Regions from separate parts of the Sus scrofa genome. Here region 1 is linked to region 2. Evidence: chromatin contacts called from public Hi-C data. All regions are on one chromosome and are shown on one strand. The core of a region is the stretch at or near the end of the contact, and the rest is flanking DNA. Distances in the headings are between cores, read along the strand shown. Region 1 has its middle 51 kb from the start of CHRNA9. Region 2 has its middle 9.1 kb from the start of KLHL5.

The links. A called contact is a pair of places that touch in the nucleus more often than the background predicts.
Region 1: a contact with region 2 is called in a Hi-C map of fetal liver, with 16 times the contacts expected there. The contact joins two enhancer-like sites. A contact is called at or near these places in 2 of 5 promoter capture datasets (fetal liver and liver), 7 of 47 Hi-C or Micro-C datasets (blood, differentiating spermatogonia, embryonic fibroblasts and 3 more) and 1 of 2 datasets of contacts at active chromatin or transcription factors (alveolar macrophages).

The regions. Positions count from the first base shown.
Region 1 is chr8:31,492,518-31,495,217 of Sscrofa11.1, reverse strand. No RefSeq gene overlaps it. Among named protein-coding and RNA genes, the nearest start is that of CHRNA9, 51 kb to the right of the region's middle. Within about 2 kb of position 1,312, at least 6 of the 83 cell types and tissues checked have an H3K27ac peak or open chromatin away from gene starts, as enhancers often do. A contact at or near this core is called in fetal liver and liver, where this site is marked.
Region 2 is chr8:30,351,163-30,353,862 of Sscrofa11.1, reverse strand. No RefSeq gene overlaps it. Among named protein-coding and RNA genes, the nearest start is that of KLHL5, 9.1 kb to the left of the region's middle. Within about 2 kb of position 1,397, at least 30 of the 83 cell types and tissues checked have an H3K27ac peak or open chromatin away from gene starts, as enhancers often do. A contact at or near this core is called in fetal liver and liver, where this site is marked.

The sequences.
Region 1 (2,700 bases), core at 63-2,562, 1.1 Mb before region 2:
TGGTTGACAAGCGGGGGTGTGTGTGGGGGGTGTTATGGAGGGAGGGATTGGGAGTTTGGGATTAGCAAATGTAAACTAGTATATATAGCATGGTTAAACAACATAGTCCTACTGCATGGCACAGGGAGCTATTCTCAATATCCTGTGATAAACCATAATAGAAATGAATACGAAAAAGAATATATATAACTGAATACTTCGCTGTACAACAGAAATTAATACAACATTGTAAATCAACTATACTGCAATAAACTTACTTTTTTTTTAATTTTTAAAAATGTTTGCTTTTTAGGACCACACATGCAGCATATGGAAGTTCCCAGGCTAGGGGTCAAATCAGAGCTGCAGCCACCGGTCTAAACCACAACTCATGGCAACTCCGGATCTTTAACCCACTGAGCAAGGCCAGGGATCGAACCAGCATCCTCACAGATACTAGTCAGGTTCATTACTGTTGAGCTACAGTGAGAACTCCCCCAAGAACGTACATTTAAAAAACAAAAACAAGGAGTTCCTGTCGTGGCTCAGTGGTTAACGAATCCGACTAGGAACCATGACATTGCAGGTTCAATCCCTGGCCTCCTCAGTGGGTTAAGGATCCAGTGTTGCCATGAGCTGTGCTGTAGGTTGCAGGCACGGCTCGGATCCCGCGTTGCTGTGGTTGTGGTGTAGGCCGGCGGCTACAGCTCCGATTGGACCCCTAGCCTGAGAACCTCCATATGCCGCAGGTGCGGCCCTAAAAAGCCAAAATAAACAACAAAAACCAAAAACAAGATGGGGTCTTACTTCACAGAGTAGTGGCCAAGCATGTGCTGGAAACCTGGCTTTGTGCTCAGCTGGGGGGGGGTCCCTGGGCATGTCACCCGGGCTGTCAAAACTGCCACCTGGCTTCTCTAGCTTCCATATCCTTTCTGTAAATCTGAGACAGCAGTGCCTCCCGAGTAAGGCTGTTGTGAGGAGACTTAAAGTGAGTAAAATGCTTTGCCTGTTGGGAGCTGAGGTAGGAGGTGCTCGCTAAGTTGGCGCAGCTGGTGTTATTACTGCCTGTGTGACCTTGGCAGGCACTTTCATCTTTCTAGGTCTTCGTTTCCTCACTTGTGTCTTGTGGGCCAGATGACCTCGGAGGCGTCTCTGGTTTGAGCAGTCCATTATCCTCTGACACACAAGATTCTTTGCCTCAACCCTGGCCCTGCCTGTCCAACGCAGGAGATGAGACCATTTGCTGCTGCCGTTGCAAGGCTCAGACAGCGGAGACCTCGGACAGCCCAGAAGGCTTGTTTACTGCTCCCTTTGGACAGAGTTCCAAGGTTCCGGGACGAGGAGCAAACTGGGACGTCTCTCTAACCACAGGGGTAGAAGAGAGAGCGGGGTGCTGGGCAGCAGGGCCTGGGGGTGTGGACAACAACCACACTCAAAACGCTGCTTCAAGGGGGGATAAACATGCTCTTGGGACAAGGTCACGACAGACCTGTCGGCATTTGCTTGGGGACCCAGCACCAACTCCTGGGATCCTACCCCCAAAATAGATGGCAGCCGACTGGGGAAGACAGCTCTCCTCTTTCAGAAAAGCATTTCCCTCTGGACTCTGGTTGAATGAGGCAAAGTCTTTGCTTTCTGAACGAGGCACTGTGGATGGTTATTTAAAAGTGAGAAAGAGGAGTTTCCTTGTGGCTCAGGCGGTTAAGGATCCAGCATTGCCACTGCAGCAGCTTGGGTTGCTGCTGTGGTGCATGTTCAGTTCCTGGCCTAGGAACTTCCACATGCTGCAGGTATGGCCACACAAAAAACAAAAAACAAAAAAAAAAGAAAAAAGCAAGAGAGAGGAACTGAAAGAGGACTTGGATGAAATCAAAGCTTGTATCTCTGGGCTGCAGCAGACAGAAAGATAGGGTGAAGGCAGGTGGCACCCTACCAAATGCTCTTCGCCCTGCCTAATATGTCCTTAGCTCAAGCACATCACAGCACAAGGATTGAGTACCTTGGACACAGAGGAGAAGGAAAGGCTTCTTTTCCTTAGAGCCGGGTCGCTAGGGCAGAGGCTAAGGGGTTCAGACTGACTTATTCCCAGAGTATCTTGGGTCAATCCCATGTCCAAAGCAAAGGCATAAACCCGGGACTATGTACAGGGCGCGTTTTCTAGTCCATATTTTCTCAGAGCCTCATTTCTTTGGGGCCTCCCCTGATGTCCACTAGTCTTTTCCAGATGTCAGTTAAGAAGCTGGCTTCCAGCTGGTTGGAAGCATTGTTCATTAAGATATTTACAAGACTCTAGGCCTTTGGATGACAAGCCACAGGGCTTCTGTCACCCTTCCATCTGGAAGTTTTCTGCTAAATGACAAACTTCCTGAGGTTTTTCCCTTCGCATCTTGTACAGTACTAAACTTTCAAGATTACATTTCAGTTTTTTATACCATCTCTCATTTTGTGCCACTCACTCCATGCCTCATCAGTGTGAAAGAAACATCTGCTACAGAAAAGTGGCTTGACTGGGTAAGGGCCGCTGCACGCTAGCTGCCATCCCTGTGTGCCTCTGTCACTCTGTCCCCTGCCTGGGCTCAGAAGGGTGAAAACTACAAGAAACCTTAGAGATCATGTGTTCTCATTTAACACTCGCCTGCTCCCGGATCCATCATGCCATGGCCCTATGCTTACACTAAATAATGGCAACATATCCAGCACTGTCCAAAGAGTGAGAGCATC
Region 2 (2,700 bases), core at 148-2,647:
GGGGTCCCATGGGGTAACACAGAGCCAGCACTAGCCCCGGGCCTGCAACACAGCAAGTGGTTAGCACACTGTTTATACGACTGCCCTTATTTTTATTTTTTTATTTTTTGTCTTTTTGCCTTTTCTAGGGCTGCTTCCCCCGGGATATGGAGGTTCCCAGGCTAGGGGTCGAATCGGAGCTGTAGCCACCGGCCTACACCAGAGCCACAGCAACTCGGGATCCAAGACACATCTGCAACCTACACCATAGCTCACAGCAACGCCGGATCCTTAACCCACTGAGCAAGGCCAGGGATGGAACCCGCAACCTCATGGTTCCTAGTCAGATTCGTTAACCACTGAGCCATGACGGGAACTCCAAGCATGGAATTCTTGAGTAAAGATTCTGGCTGAGTAACAAGCAGCTGACCTGAGATATAAAACGAGTGGGTGACTGGAAGGTGGCACACACTGCACACATTCGAAGACAGTCTCAGAGTCAATGGTCTTGCAAGACAAAGAAGGAAGAAAACAAACATTTCATTCTCCTCCCCTCTGTCCCCAAGAAAATCAAGAAATAACATTACTTACAGATTGCAGGTCATCAAGAGATAGAAAAGCACAATGGAAACATTCTTCATGATGCTAGAATAAAACAACCAACCTTTGACTCTTTAGGAAATAGAGCATAATTAGTTGCTCAGCATCTCAGAGTATGAGATGCAATAGATCCAGCCTTGGATTAAAAAAAAAAAAAAAAAAACAACAACAAAACTGGCTGTAACAAGAGGGCATTTCAATATCAAGTTATGAATATGTTTGATTCTCCTTCTCTCCATTGCCAGCAAAAACCAGGAAATGGTATTAGTAAGGATTCGAAGTAACCCTTCTGCTACAGCCTTTTTTTTTTTTAATCTGAGGCTGGACCTATCTCTTGGACCTAAAACATTTAGATGCTCAGCAGTCGATTTTACTCGATTTTCCAAAGAGTCAAAGTTGTTATTCTCTAGCATCACGAGGAATGTTTCCATATGCTTGTCTAGTTCTTTATACATGTCATTAGCATGGTAATACATTTCAAGGTCCAGTTAGTTGCCAGAAACTTTGTTCCCAGAGACTGAAATACAACAGTTGTCCCAGGAATCCCATTCCAGGGTGGCTTTCCGTTCTCGCCTGCCCTCTCTGCGGGCACTGCTTGGGCAGACAAGCCTGCCTCATACTCCTTTTAAGGAAAGTGGCTCCAACAGGTTCCTTCCTGCACAAGCTGCTATCTTTCAGAGCAGCGGGGTTTGTTAGTGAAAACAGACTCTGCTTTTCCTGTCATGGGTGATGGGTGGGGACAGCGCAGGCAAAGCAGCCATGTATGGGTTGGGCACGTGAAGGAGGCCTGTGGGTGAAGACCTCCGGTGAACTCTGCCCAGTCTTGAGAGTTCAAAACACGGTGGCAGCAGAGCAAACCAGATCTGCCACAGAGGGGAGGTGAGCAGAGAAGGCAGCTCAATGAACCGCAGCCTGCGGTCTGAACAAAGCTGAGCACCTTTTCCGGTTCTCTGAGAGGTTGGCTGTATATCCCAAGTTGGCCTGGCTGAACTGGCTGCTAAGGGGTGACCCCCTGTGTGCCCACATGCCCTGAGTTCCTGTGCAACAGCCTCACGACAGCCACTGACGGTAACAAGGCAGGCAGGGGCAACGCTGTGGTCTCCTGCTGGCCTGACCTGAGGCTCTCTCTGGATTTCTCTCCAGCTTAAGTTCTGGCCCACACTCCCAGCCTCAGAAACAACACCCCACCCCCTTTCTCAATAATTTCCTTTTTTTTTTTTTTTTTTTTTTGGTCTTTTTAGGGCCAGAGGTGCAGCATATGGAGGTTCACAGCTAGGGGCAGAATCAGAGCTGTAGGCGCTGGCCTACACGACAGCCACAGCAACACAGGATCCAAGCCTCGTCTGCAACCTACACCACAGCTCACGGCAATGCCGGATCCTTAACCCACTGAGCAAGGCCAAGGATTGAACCCATGTCCTCGTGGATCCTTGTCGGGTTGGTTAACCACTGAGCCACGAAGGGAACTCCAGTAATCTCCATTTCTAAAACAGTAAAAAGTGAGTGTGGCGGAAGGGGGTTGTGTGTGATTATATTTATTGAGCTACAATTTATGTAGAGTAAAATCTACCCTTTGTAGTGTACAGCGCTAGAGCTGGGCATAGTGGTCTCATCATTGCCATTGTCCAGGTATAATCAAGATAGGGAACATTTCCATCTCCCTGAAAGTTCCCTCGTGCTCCTTTGTAGTCAGCCCTTCCCTCTGCCTCCAGCCTCTCGCAACCCCTGGGCTTTGGCATTTCCCCAGTGCCCTGTAAAAGAAATCATATAAAGCCTTCTTGATGGAGTGCCTGTCGTGGCGCAGTGGTTAATGAATCCGACCAGGAACCATGAGGTTGCGGGTTCGATCCCTGGCCTTGCTCAGTGGGTTAAGGATCCAGCGTTGCCATGAGCTGTGGTGTAGGTCGCAGACGCGGCTCGGATCCTGCATTGCTGTGGCTCTGGCGTAGGCCGGTGGCTACAGCTCTGATTCGACCCTTAGCCTGGGAACCTCCATATGCCACGGGAGCGGCCCTAGAAAAGGCAAAAAAAAAAAAAAAAAAGACAAAGCCTATTTGAACCACCATGTACCTTGCCCAGCTCTCTGTTAGCACATCATACTCTGCATTATTATTATTTTTC